Linked DNA regions of Danio rerio: region 2 is linked to region 1. The links are chromatin contacts, called in public Hi-C maps. All regions are on one chromosome and are shown on one strand. Each heading gives the region's core, a stretch centred on a gene start, on an enhancer-like site or on the middle of the called end of the contact. The rest is flanking DNA. Distances are from core to core; before and after follow the strand shown.

The links. Hi-C and Micro-C count contacts between places; a contact is called where the count stands out from the background.
Region 2: a contact with region 1 is called in a Hi-C map of an unstated tissue, with 3 times the contacts expected there. The contact joins the enhancer-like site here to the promoter of creb1b in region 1.

Annotation. Positions count from the first base shown.
Region 1 is chr9:29,945,858-29,950,387 of GRCz12tu, reverse strand. creb1b (cAMP responsive element binding protein 1b) reads left to right here and starts at 1,874. Exons shown (of 7, transcript NM_001017818.1): 1 at 1,874-1,988.
Region 2 is chr9:30,157,917-30,162,446 of GRCz12tu, reverse strand. No RefSeq gene overlaps it. Among named protein-coding and RNA genes, the nearest start is that of klf7b, 92 kb to the right of the region's middle. Within about 2 kb of position 2,441, at least 9 of the 62 cell types and tissues checked have an H3K27ac peak or open chromatin away from gene starts, as enhancers often do.

The DNA.
Region 1 (4,530 bases), core at 625-3,124:
TTCAATTCAGATAGGAAAGCCAGCGTCGACTAGTGCTAATAATAGGGTGATTTGTCTTTGTCTTGAAAATTTATGTTGAATTAATTATTAATTGATGAACACGATGGTTTTGTTTTGCATATGATGGATTGCCAATACACAGTTAACAACTAAAACTCACTGCTGGATAACATAACCATATAGCTTACGGGTTGCAGCTAGTGAACTTCAATACATCTTCATTAAGCAAATAGGTGTATCATGAGTTACAAATTTAAATACCATGGTTAAACTACATTGTAGCAAAGCATGGTTAATTTGTGGTTACCATAATTTAACTAAATAAAAGTAGCTTTTTATTGGTTGAAAACCTATACTGTAGAAATTACATTTCAAAATATAAACAAAATTTACTAAAACATAAATTCAGGTAATCTGTGATACTTTTTCGATTTGGACTTCAGCTCTCTTTTTCAATGTCTAACTAATTAGAACCACAAATTAGACTGTTTGGAAATCCCTAAGATGTTTCCTAACCAAGAAAGCATTATATAAACATTATCGAGAAAATCAATCCATGCCACACCTATTAGTATTTTTTAAGACAGGTCACTTCGTAATCTAGCACATGAAAAAGGCTGGAGTTTTCATGGCCTTAAAAAGTATATACTTGCCATATTTATGCATGCTAAACACAATTTTAACATTTTTTTTTGTGAGTGATTGTGTGTTTAAGTATGAAATAGAGACTGAGTGTGTGGGCAGTATGAGTGTGTGTGCGTAAGTGTGGGTGTGGGTGTTTATTCATTTGTTTCAAAAACACAGATTTCTTTACAATTTAAAATGGCATCTTTGGATATATTTTCTTCTGGAGATACTGCTGTCCTAAAAACAAACAAAAAAATGTAAATAAAAAAAAAATTGACACATACCTTATGAGCGTTATTACAGAACATTTTGGCGCATTTAAAACCTCGACTTTTCCAATCCTCGGTATACCTTGAAAACGGTTATTCTTCCACGCCTAGTAAGGTGTGTGTGTGTGTGTGTGTGTGTGTGTGTGTGTGTGTGTGTGTGTGTGTGTGTGTGTGTGTGTGTGTGTACACAAACATTGTAGCCTATATTCCATCTTTGTTGTCATTAAACTTATAAAGTCTCTCAATGCATATTTTCCCAATCGAAGGCTGTCCAAGATAAGCCAAATCATGTTGCAAATATGATTGATAAGGAGGAACAAAAAAAATGTTCGAAAGAAAAAAAAATCTAAAAGCTTCATATATATTTTGTTTCTTGAACAGATCACAAACATAATTTAACAACAATTGCGAACATTGTCTTATTTATTATGACAGCTTCATGTCCTTTACATTAATCTCAGAATCCTGTCACTGACCTGATCATCCAATTTTGATGAGAGCGAATTCCTAATTGTCAAGTGCCCTGCCTTGATTTTGTATGTTTAGCTTGTAAAATACATATTTGCCAAATTATTTACTAATAAAACACTAGTAAGGAACAAGGGGGAAATGCCACTACATAAATATTTGTACTACGTCTTTTATCCTCACCCACGGTTAATATAAAGTAGGCCTATATTTAACAGATGAGGTAGACAACAAGGACAAATTTTTTTTTAATTAACCAAAATGTTAGTTTCGTTATGTTAATGTCCATCTTCCACAGGGCGTAATAAAATAAACGGTTTCATCAAGAAAGAGAAAGCGAGAGAGATGCTCGTTGGCAAACTATCACCAGGAAATCGCGTTCGCGCCATTTCGTTCGGCTTCGGCGTCACTTCGTTTATATCCGTCACCACTCGGCTATTTCCGGCCCACTCTCGGTCGCTTTCGCCCAGTGCAGTGGGGTTGATGATCGGATTTTCGTCTCGTTCTCTGTGTTGTTGTTCTCGGTGACGCGACGGAGGTGTAGCCTGACGCGGTCTCTTACGTGTCGGCCTGAATAAAAGTGGAGCTCCGAGGGCTCGAGAGTGACGGAAGGAGTCTGTATCGGTAAGAGGAGACAAGTGTCCGGAGGGAAAGGGCTCGTCCAGAATGGCATAAGAGTCTGGTTTGGGTTCGGCCCGTTGGAAACAAAGAGATCATGGCGGCTGTAGTTGTTGCATGGAGAGGGAGGGGAGGCAAAACGGGAGACCAACTCAAACCCAGGGTGGGAAATCTTGATGCATGGTTGATCGTTTAAAATGCAAAGAAATATGGATGCACAACACCCCTGGTTTTCTTTATGCATCTGTACAGATCATATATGTGGGTTTTCCCCTTTCTTGTTAAATTGTTTCACGCCCTGGTTTCAAAAATGTGTGCTGCTAGGTGAATTCAGGATGTAATACTCTTAACGTTATATCATTCAGCAATGATTTAATCTTCTCTAATATCGTTGATTCATTGTGCGATTTATTGGACACGCCCTGATTATATTGCAGTCCTCCTGGGCTGAGTTATTATTGAAGTTTCATTATGCACGTTTTTAAACGAGCACCCTAAAGCAAATAACGTTAGATGTGGTTATATAAAAGTATAGCAAACTTTTTAATATCTGAACATTTCAGATGGCTAATAAAGAAATGCTAAATTGTTGCATGTTTTACATTAAGTTGCACCAGCCGATTTCAATACATGCTATTTAGATGATGCATGTTAAAGCATTTCTTCTGGTTTGCCAACAGTGTTTTTGAAATAACTAAACCGCGTTATTTTTTTGTTTTTTTTTTACATCAGTAGGTTTAATTTTAGATGCATGCTCGTTTTTAGATGTCAAGATTTACGAATGTACAGCAGCTACACGTTTCCGTGAATAATCTGTCTGGCAGAAAATAGGATTTGAAAAGTAGAGGGAGAACTATGCATGACCAATCAAACCACAGATAGACTATGAGCGTCATGAGATCACATTACTGTCTGTTCACGCTTTCTGCCATGCTGGAGCTCGCTCCCTCTCCTCATCTTTTCTATTTCAAGATTCTGCTATTGGTCTTTGTTTCACACCCAATGAGAATGTACAATACATTACATTTTTGTACATATTTGATCATTAATACACCCACTTAGCATTATTTGATGATTTTTGATATTGTACCATTATATACTTTATGTATTTTATATTTTTCAAAGTTAAGTGTAATCTTACCAGGGATAGAAAAACAATTATACTAATAATAATTTTTGATGTGATATTTGTGTGATAGGTTTTGAGTCTGTTGCTCACATTGCTATTTGTGATGGTACATTTTATTTAGGGAACTGGTGGGACATTGTTGGTATGTTGTTTCATGTGTAAATGTATTAAATAGGATTTACAATCATGATGCAGGTTAGCTCGTGATATATAAAACACTGTCTATTTTACTTTGATATTTGCTTCATTGTGTTTATTTACAACTGTAGGTTGTTTCGTATATGCATATAATAACTTGCATAAATATATTTATACGTCACTCCTCTACAAAATCATCCCAATTAACCTAAAGGCTTTGCAAACTTGAGTCATCTAGTAAAATTGTGTGTGTGTGTATATATATATATATATATATATATATATATATAATTTTTTATTTTTTAATTAACTTTTTTCCAAGAAATTGCAAGTGGATAAAAATAAAGCTCTGGCTCTGACTTAAATGGCTCTATTTGAAAAGCTTTTACTTTAGATTAAGTGGGATGATTTTGTAGGAGTGAAATATAAATATCTCTTTTTAAGGTAATTTATTAAATGTGAGAAAAACTAAACCACAATGAAGCAAATATTAAAAGTAAATTAAACAGTCTACCTGTATTCAGGTACAATAATAAATAATCAAATTTAAGAACGCTGCAGTCTTCATTATTATTTCAATAAATATCATTTTATTAAACGTCTTTATGCACATGTAAAAGGCTCTGAACTCTTTTAAAATTCTCTCATAGTCACAGGCCTTAAAAACACATGCAGATGATAAAAGATCTGCGGTGTCAAACAAATCCTGTGTGTGTTTATCCTGTGTTATTTGGTTATCTATAATCCCTACTTAACATTTCCTATCTTGCGATGTGACTATTGCTAATGCACACTTTGCGATATCAGTGCTCAAACAATATATATTGTGTATATATTGTGCATCAAACAAGCAAACCTAGGTAAGAATCTGCAAACAGGGGTCTCAGCATACTTTCACATGAACTCAGATCCGTGTCATCTTTAGTTCTCATCAAATATGTTATAATAATCTTTAGATTAAGTCTTAAAAATGACAGTGGGAACATCAAATTAATCATGACTAAATGCATCATTTTCATTTTGGTCCAAGCATGAACACTACGTTGTATATTAAGTCTATAGTATTTTAGTTAGTTATTCTACCTGTGCAGAGTAGTCTAGAGGTCAGATACTTCAGTATCTACACATGCTGTTGTCAAGGGACATCAGGACTGCATTCGCAGCATATTGTGATGCACTCTCAGTAAAAGCTCTATATGATGACATTTTATTACAGTACTTAATTTTTATCACTGTCCAGTGCACTAGTAATTTTACAATCTTATATTAGATGTTATTGTA
Region 2 (4,530 bases), core at 1,192-3,691, 210 kb before region 1:
GATGTGAACTTGTCACCTCTGATTCCATTAGAGGGGTTGAACTTGGGAGAAGATGGGAGAGGGAGAGGATATAAGGTCAAGAGATTGTTTGGTCACCGTGCCATTTCGCCAACAGGAAAACAAACACTGGACTCCAGCAGAAGGCACAACCTCAGGCAAACCCTAATGGGTAGAAGGCAGTAAAGATCATTCAGTGAAGAACCATGGCTATAAACTTCAAAGCAAATGTTGACACAGGTTAAAGTGCAGTTTTGGGTTATTTCTTCAGAACAACCTGTGCAGCAAATGTTAAATGTTTTGAGGACTTTACAGTCATGACCATTTCAAAGTTTAGGCACTCAATGGTAAAGATTCCAAAGAACTTTATTAGCTCACGGTTTAGATAATTTAAAAACATTACAACCATCAAACATTGACACATTGAGACTAACAAGCCTTCATCAAGGTGTGGGAAGTGGGAACATAGAGAGCCAGTTTATGTCAGATTATGTAATGGTCACATGGTCACCCAGTGAAGTCACATGATACAATGACAGAGGGCTTGAGGGTGTATACTATTAATATACACTAGAGCTATTTTACAAGTGTTATACTTGTACAAATACAGCTTCCTTACCTCTCATGAAGTTCAACATTGGTATTGTGTCATCTACAAATGAATACAAGCAGGTCTGAAAACATTTTGGCCAAATACCAAAAAGTGCACTGAATTAAAACTGTTTTTTTATTTTTTATTTTTTTTTTAGGAAGAAATGTCAACTGTATATATGAAATGAAAAGTTCAGAAGTGATTTGTTCATGTTAATCAGAAAATTATAAAATATTTTTTTAAGCTGCATATTATTCAAACCTTATTACAGTGTGAACATTTACAATAGCCCCTTTCACACAATGATATCTGTAAATATCCGCAATGACTTTACTGAAAGTCAAAAAAGCACTGTTTACACAGGCACAGACGTTGTGGAATTTTTCCGGAAAAGACCATTCACGTATCCATTCAAAAATACCGATAAATTCTGACATAATTAACCAGAAATGACCTCTAAATGGCTGAGCTAGTACTGTATTTGTAAACATTTGACGATATTACAAACTCTGTGGATGAATAAGTATCGTGAACGACGTCGATGAAAACATATAGAGGAACACTTTTACTTGTCGAGATGTACATAATATGTGTGTGTGCTGGCACTCACCAGCTGCTTCACGTGCACACACGTTAAGCAACTGAAGGAAGCAGAACTTGAAGGTAAACAAACGACGATAATTCTTTACACAGTTGGCAATAAGAACATAGAAATGTATACAACCGAACAGAATCTGACTAACATCTAGCAGCTAAATGTGTCTGGAACTAGTCAGTTTACTTTCCTTCGGCTTAGTCCCTTTATTCATCAGGCGTCGCCACAGCAAAATAAACCGCTAACTTACCCAGCATATGTTTTACACAGCGGGTTCCCTTTTAGCTGCAATCCTTCATTGTGAAACATCCATACACACTCATTCACACACATACACTATGGCCAATTTAGTTTTATTCAATTCACCTACAGAGCATGTTTTTGGACTGAGGGGGAAACCAGAGCAAACCCATGCGAACATGGAGAGAACATGAGAATTCCACACAGAAATGCCAACTGACCCAGCTGGGACTCAAACCAGAGACCTTCTTGCTGTGAGGTGACAGTGCTAACCAATGAGCCACTGTGTCACCCCTATTATTATTATTATTATTATTATATAATTAGGTTATTGATGCATGTATTTATGCATATATGGTTTTATATTTATAAAACAATTATATTATCTAAAATTACACTTTTACATTTGTGATGGTTTTAATTGTAAGGTTTGGCAACCCCTTTGACATAAATACTTATAAAAAGTCCCTGTGAAAAGAGCTGGAAGAAAGAGTACTTCTTAAAAGGGACCCTAGTTAAAGAAACAGCCACATATCTTCAATTATGGGATTCTTTAAAGTTTGTTGTCTCATAAACCAAACGTTCACCGGCAAGAAAACATCACTCACTGGTTATCTATTAGCTATAATACTGACAAAGATTAAAGGGGTCTTTGGAACATGACAAATCCATTTCCATAAAGGTCACTGGACGCCCAAGATAATGGATTTGTTATGTATGTAACCCAACCCGGCCCTTCATCTCAGTGCATCGACAGGAGAGCGCGGAGACACACCGAACCACAACACACAGCGCTCCTGCTAAGCGGCTAACACTTCATCAACCACCGTGATTTCATTCGCCGAGCTCTGCTGACAGCTTATGGAAACTCAGGAATTGAAACGTGTGTCAAATGCTTGCCTCTTAAAGCTTTCCGTTTGGTTTGTGGCTACTTTTGCCACATACACACACACAGACTAATAAAAAGCTAGCAGAGTCACCTCGATGGCTCGGAGCCCACTGACGCAACCATGTGCTGTGAGCCCCTCACTGGGCCAAGGACACGCTCAGTCTATGCTTCTGCCAATAGAAATGACTCTGAGAGCATACCTTCTGCGAGAAGGAGACTAGTGTGGGGGATTAGACAGCATCAGAACTTTCCGGAGCGGTATCTAAAATGTGGAGTTGTGAGCTCAGACTTTGAGGGAAGCACAAATCCACGGCTGCTTCCGAGAGGATTAGCCCCCTTGCACTCAAACTTAATGAGGACGAGTAAGCCCATTCCTGCAGCTCCACACAAGACACCATCATGAAGTGTGCCGAGGAATGACAGAAACAAAGAGAGAGACCGGAAGAAAGGACAAGACAGAGTGCGCAAAAGTGAGAGTGCTTGTCTGCCAAAGGGGGACTCTTTAATTCGGTCTCTGTTGAGGAGTGGGTCGAGTGGAACGCTGGCCTGTCTGTCACCGCGAGGCTCCAGTGACCGCCTGACAGATCACAGCACAGCGCCGCATCAGGGGGGCCAGTAAATTGGCCCGGGGGGCCTCCCTCGCCTCCTTTCTCCAGCTGAATCTGCAGTGGTTTATGGCGAGGCTGATGGGTAGTGTGGTACACAGGAGGCTATTTATGAGACATATTTGTCCACGGCAGCATTTTCAGCAAAAGCGGTTTACATGTGTTCTGGGTTGTCAGTGGGGAGTGAGACGGCCCAGGAGGAATACAGGTAGAGCTTTTATTCAAAACAAAGTAACATTATAGCCACTGCAAACCGTCCACAACAGGACACATGATGAAGCGAGCTATTTTGGGCCGCTCTGAACTGTGAGATATGCAATAGCATGGCTTCAAAGTCAGCTGCTTGCCAAAGCTCTGGTCCTGGAATTGATTTCTGTTCATGGATGAAGAAACTAATTAGGCACTGGACGGTTTACTGTCCACTTACACAATGAATGAAGCCCCCCAGGACACTACTGTGCCAGACTTGAACACAAAACTGGGATTTAAAATGCAATAATATGATCAAAACTGTATTTTACATCTTATGAAGGAAACAGTAGGATGGTGTGGGTGGACTCTTACTGGGTCAAGATAAAAGAAAACCCCATCCACATGTATAATATTCTGCCTCCTAAATGTCTCTTGGCCCCTTAACTAGCTTTTATTAACACCTTATAAATGGTTGCTAAAGAAATTGGGATGAACAATTGATCTATTCATGTTTCATATGCGTCCTATTTTTTATTTTATTTTTTTTACATTATTCTGTTTTTGATCCATACATTCTAACATGGCATCAAAACTCATTGCAGCCCAATCTCAAGGAAAATAAACCTTTTACATATCGTCAGAAAAGTGGCTAGATTAATTCATTTGAAAACCTGTTTTTAAAATGAGACATGGCCTCAAACTCTGTCCCAAACCCCACTCTTCATTGGGAAATGAGCAGATCACATTAAAATGTATGAATGAGATAAAACGAATATGATTTAGCTATTGAATCAAAAAGTTAAATTGGAGTGAGAGTGCGTTGGAAATTATCTGGTCATTATCTTGGTCATCTGGTTTAAGTGCATCAGATTTTTACAAACATTCAACTGGTACATTAAACAAGCACATTAAGAGATCATTTATCTTATATAATTCTTCTAGCTGTAATTTATTTTTTTAACCCATCAGCTTTAACATTTCACTTGGTCTCCTTTAAATATTTTGGTTTCTTTTAAATCACTAAATATGGGGGTCACAGGACAATGACAGAAGGTTGCTTGGTTACTTGTAAAAGTCAGAAAAAATAAAATTGTTGCTTTTAATAGTAAAAAGCAACAACATGCAAATGAAAAGCCATCAGCCTTTAAATTATGTTATCCTATGAGCACAGCAATGCAGTCAGCTGCAGCAGATTAATTTAATAACACCAAGTTAAACTTTGACACCAAATACATTAGAGATAAATACTGACCACAACTGAACATTGAAGATGATCTCTGATTGGCGGTTTCCAAAATTAACTGAAATTTATTTATAAACCAATTTCGAGAGGATCACGTGCTTATGATTGCTTGCAGCCGGCCCCGCATTATTCAATTTATGAATCACCAATCAGACTATTCCTAAGCCACTATAAATA